Regions from separate parts of the Hordeum vulgare genome. Here region 2 is linked to region 1. The links are chromatin contacts, called in public Hi-C maps. All regions are on one chromosome and are shown on one strand. The core of a region is the stretch at or near the end of the contact, and the rest is flanking DNA. Distances in the headings are between cores, read along the strand shown. Region 1 has its middle 18 kb from the start of LOC123444706. Region 2 has its middle 140 kb from the start of LOC123414036.

Region 1 (2,734 bases), core at 151-2,650:
CAATACAATTCTATCATGAAAATAATAAACGATTATCATTTTTTTTAGAAAAGGAGGCTAAGCCCTGGCCTCTGCATCAAAAGATGCATAAGGGCATATTTCATTAGTAATCAGTGAGAGTTCAATAATTGTATAAGAAAATTTTGGAGGAACAACACCCTCAAGAGTAACAAACTGTCCTTCATAAGTAAATGTCAACCATCTTTGTTCCCAATCAACTCTCGAAGGACTGTGCAGAGCAAGCCAGTCAAGACCAAGTATCCCATCATAGCAATTAAGAGGTAAAATCCTGATGTAATGGACAAAGTTCAACCCGTGAGCAGAAAAATTGCATTCAGGAATGAAACTGCAACATGTCATAATAATAGCTCTATTAGCCACCTTAACCTTAAGAGGAGAACAAGGAAGACCTCCAGGGAGTGAATTAGCAACATCAGTATCAAGTAAGGAATGAGTGCTGCCAGAGTGAGTCAGGAAAGTCCTGTGCTATTCCTGAATGAACGGAGTGAGCTAGGAGCACGATCCTTACGCTCCACTCTGCAAGATCGAGTGCAGTCTGCGTACCAGTGCCTGGTGTTGGTTCCTTCCAAAAACGGTTCTGCAACGGCCTGCAAAACTCCTCCCACGTTGCATTCGGAGCACAACGTTGAAGTGCTTCCAGCCGCCTAGTTGTGGCCCCTTCAAACATAGTGGTCGCAAACTGAATCCACAGCGAGTGTTTGAAATATAATCCTCACAGCGTGATTGCGAGAGGCACGGGTTCGTACCATCAAAATGGGGTAGATCAATGCGTGGACCATGATCAAACCGGATCAGCAATTTCTTGAGAGTTATCAGTACTCCGCGCACGTGCAACAGGGTTGAGAACTGAGCGCATACCTCTGGCAGGTGGGGGAACGTAAGGACCGTGCTCCTTGCTCCGTCTCGTCGCTTCCCGCTGGTGCGACTCGGAAATTTTTAGAGGGCGTTCAATCCATACCGGTGCGGAGCTCATCGAGATCCACTCCGATCGACATCTTGAGCTCGTCGAACCTGGTCGACATGTCGTTCGTGATCGTGCGCATGGACTGCAACACCTCCTCATCTTGGCGCTTGAAGGCGGTTGTCCAGCGACTCGGCGATGTCGGCCTTAAGGAATTCGTAGATGGCCTTGATCGACGGCGACAAATTCTGCATGAATACGCGTGTCGTGGTTGTGATGAGGAATCGACGGCGCTAGGATTCGTAGCTCTCATACCAGATCTATTGTTCACTCTTATAGCATAAGTAACTCAAATCGATTACAAAGAGGGGATCGATTTCATGGGAAAGGAAGGAAAAGGAACAAGTCACACCACACACGCCATTCACTAGCCCTTCCTAGCTACGGCCGTAGCCGGTCCTCCTCAGCCACCGTCCAATCCTTTCGTGCCAGCTATTTGTACCACTGTCTAGCGGCCCCACTCTGGGCCGGCGATGAGCGCTGAAGCCATCACGTTGCGTTTGGGCCTCGGCCTAGCTTTTCCTGTGGCCTATTCGGTAAGAGCAACTCTAGCACACCCCGCAAAATGTTCTGTCCGTAAAAATTTGAACGAGTATGCGGGTTCGGCTTAATTTTTCAGTCAGAACAGCCTGCATACTCGTCCGGCCCGTAAATGTTTTTGCCGCAGCCCGCAAACCGCACACCCCGAGCAGTATAACTGCGGTTCCGCGATCATTTTGCGGGTCCAAACCCTAACCCCCCGCCGCCGCGAGCCACCCGATTCCCCTTTACCCTCTCCACATTTCTCGCCGCCGGCGACCACCCGCCCCGCCTCTAGTCGTCATGTGGAGCCGAATGTGGAGCTCCGGACGCGGCTCCGGTAGCAGATCCGGCCGTGAAAGGGACCCGGAGCGCGAGCGGCGCGTCCGGGCGGACAGCGCGAGGAAGCGCGGCGCCCGAAGGTGGACCAACCGCGGGATGTCGTCGCCGGCGAGCTTCAACCGCCGCGAGACGGAGGAGTACGACCGCTATGGCGCGTCCTTCTCCTCCGCGAGATCTTCCTACGCCAGATCCTCCTTGTCCTCCGGCACGGGCTTTCTCCCCGTGAAGAGGGAGTGGTCGGAGGACGAGGACGAGCCGGAGGAGCCGGCGTCGTTCGCCTTCGTCCCGGTGAAGGAGGAGCACGAGGAGTGTAATGCCCCGAGAGTGTATCTTTCCCTATTTGGAACCTTCCCCATGTGGGTCCAACTTGTCATTGATATGAGAGCTTCTATGTGTTATGTTTTCATGTGTCGCCTTGCATTGTTCTTCCTTTGCATGCATGCATCACTATCATTTCATGACCTTGTGTTGTTGCTTTGTGATCATCTGTGGTGTGTGATGATTTGAGTTGTGATGTGATGTGGTATGTGTTGATAAGTGGAGTGGTGCAATTGCTAGTAGGTAACTATGTGGTTTGCGGCTTCAAAACCCTCTTCCTCTTATTTATCTCAAGGTCAAGTTTCTCTTATCCCATCCTTGTTTTAAAAATGCCCGTGTGTTAGCATTACTTTTTGGTGGACATGAGATGTGGTTTTGCTGTTTTGAAAAGGTGTTTTAATGGTGCAAATAATTACAAAACAGATCCAATAATATTGTTTTGTAAATATTTAGTTGCTCCAAATAATCCTTTTGTATTCAAATAGGTCATAATTTCTTATGACCAGAGACATTTTTGTTTTGTTTTGAACCCCAACAGATTTGTCTTTGCTTTATTTTCTTTCTCTGTTTATT
Region 2 (2,734 bases), core at 72-2,571, 390 kb before region 1:
CACCACCACTATAATCCTCGTGATACGTGACAGAATCAAGAAACCATCGCGAACCGTCACCGTAGCCGATGATAGAAAGCAGTTCGTGATGGTAGCAGCCCGCCTTTGTCAGGATCGAGCCCATGCTGCCACCTCATGCCTTCCCTGCCGAATGCAGCAGGTCTCCCGACGCTTCCCGGCTGCAGCTGCCCGCCATCATCGCCGCAAAGGACCAAGATAAGGCCGTCGCCTCAGATCCCGAAGGTCAGAGGAGGTCCGCCGGCGACAGGGGACGAAGAGGGAGGCGCGGTCGATCGAGAGGGACGTCGGTTGTGGTCGTCCGGTGCGGCCCGACGTCAGCCGCACGGGGTCGGCCACACTAGGCGGAGGAAGGGGCAGTATGATCTGAAAGGAATGCAACGAATCACTAAGGGAGCATTCGATCGGACTCGAAACTCTGTTAAATGGACTGCCGGCATTGCAATAGGTCATTCCACCATGAGGCGGTCGATGGGAGGGCGAGCAGCAATGGTTGTAACCAAGCAGCAGGCTCCGGCTGATGGTTGTCTTCAGATGAAGGTAGATGCCAGCTTCTCGGACACAAGTAAAGGTGCAACCGGTCTGATCTTGCGGAGTCATGAAGGTATCATGTTAAGGGACCAAGCAATCTAGTATGGTCGAGCTGCTAGTGCACTGATCATGGAGGCGCTAGCGATTCGTGATGGAGTCAGACTTGCTTGTGACTTAGGCTTGCAACAGACCATTTTCCGGGAATTGCTTCTGTTCTCCGGGAATGCCCACCTGAAGAAAACGAGCGTAGTTAGAAAATTTAGAATGCCCACCTGAAGCAACTACTCGTGACCTTTCGACGCCAGCGACCAGGCAGCAACCGATGACCTGAAAGCAACACCAGCCTAATCTCCTTCCATCGTGACACGCAAGCCAGCACCATACGAACGACTTATCCAGTTATCTCCGACCCAGGGACTCGACGCTGCCCCTCCATTTCGAGTAAGTCGCGACCCACACTCCCACCGCGATGAAAAGCACCAATGTGACAACTAACGAGATCAAATTAAATCTGATCAACAGACATGCTAGGCGCTAGGTGGGCAGAGGCTGGAGACCAAAAGATTAGGAATCTATTACAGTTGCTAGGCACTAGGTGGGCATGCCATGCCTAAGTGCAACTGTTGTGACAAAGATTTGGCAATGGAGCAACCACTCAATAAAAGAGCTGGATGCCAAAGCCTCGGGAAAGTTACAGGCCAAAAGCTTGGAGCTGCTGCGGCACAGCGTCGTTGTCAACGAGCAGCACTCAAATGATTGCGCAGCCTAACCGGGAGCCCACCGGGGGCTATGCACGTGTACATGCGGCTGTATGGATGCATGCCAGGTGATAGTGTCAGGTCCGGTGATTTATTTCCACCCGGAAAGTTTCTATTGGGCTTTCATTTGGTTCTAGACCCAGGGAAGAAGAGCCGAGCTGCTTTCCGCCGCTGCCTCCTGCCTACATTCGTTCCTGGTTGAAATGATCGACGGAAGAAAACATTTTGTTGTCAAGAAGAACTGGTTGTTGGGGATCTAGCTACGTAGGCATCCACTCCAAACCTATCTTGCATGGGCAAAATGTGTGTCTAGAACCATTTGAGTAGACTCGAAAGCGCTAGCAACAGGCACTGTTGATCAATGATGAACGGATGGCATGTCATGGTGTACGTATGGACCCAGCTAGTGTTGTGCTTCCATCTTTGTGCTCAATGTTTGATACTTTGTGCGGCTCTCTTTTGATCGGATCAAATCTTCTTGCGGGAATTGATCTGATCAATTTCGATATGATCGGCAGCGGATGCTCGATAAAGCAAAATTATAGGGGATCGGCAAGCTAACGTACGACTGTGAAATTACTCGGCGATACAATACTTTGGGTGAAGGTGTGTTTGGATCCGGCCCAAAATGTTATATTATCAATTTTTGTGTGACCCTCAAATTATTTTTTTGGCCATGACCAAATAAATTGGCTGTTCCCTAAGAAAAGAAATACGCAATGCATACCCAATCGCTCATACATTCATAATGCACGCACACTATACTTTCCTATGAACACCACGAGCTGACACATCATGTCGAGATTGACGAAGTTGTCACATACATCTTTGTAGTCGACGAAAGCATCTACGAACACACATCACCGGATAACCCGATATAAATCTAAGAAAATGCAGGCATCTAAAACATGAACCCTAATGGATTGGAAATAATACTATCCTTCTAACGATTTAACAACAGGTTGTTCGCAACAATACATTGGCTTCAACAATGTCATGATCCAAACCCTATGGTGTCAAGCTTCCCTAATGGAAAACTTTGTAGACAATAAACACGGGAAAGGAATAACTTTATTGCAAACAAATCTATGGTAGTACTCATTTGAGACCATGCATATCTTGATATGCATTTATACTAGCAGGGGTACTAATACAAGGGAACACATGGGTTTCAACATAACTAACAAAACAATGGTACAGGAAATCACTACACATTCTGTTGCTTTCATATATTTCACTGCTGAAACTGCCATATCAATTGTTGTCGTTGCCATCGGCGAAATCAAGAGTTAGCTACAACAATAGGAAATTCATCCTCAAACCGATTTATACTTCCCCTCCTGCGACAACTTGGTCATTGTACATCATGGTATACACTGTCAGCGACATTCACATACAGTCTCTACATCATATTGTTAAGTTGAGTT

What was found. A called contact is a pair of places that touch in the nucleus more often than the background predicts.
Region 2: a Hi-C map of leaf shows a contact between it and region 1, with 9 times the contacts expected there. The contact joins two enhancer-like sites. A contact is called at or near these places in 2 of 6 Hi-C or Micro-C datasets (leaf and seedling).

What each region holds. Positions count from the first base shown.
Region 1 is chr1H:453,932,532-453,935,265 of MorexV3_pseudomolecules_assembly, reverse strand. No RefSeq gene overlaps it. Among protein-coding and RNA genes, the nearest start is that of LOC123444706, 18 kb to the right of the region's middle. Within about 2 kb of position 1,400, at least 2 of the 3 cell types and tissues checked have open chromatin away from gene starts, as enhancers often do. A contact at or near this core is called in leaf, where this site is marked.
Region 2 is chr1H:454,320,883-454,323,616 of MorexV3_pseudomolecules_assembly, reverse strand. No RefSeq gene overlaps it. Among protein-coding and RNA genes, the nearest start is that of LOC123414036, 140 kb to the right of the region's middle. Within about 2 kb of position 1,321, at least 2 of the 3 cell types and tissues checked have open chromatin away from gene starts, as enhancers often do. A contact at or near this core is called in leaf, where this site is marked.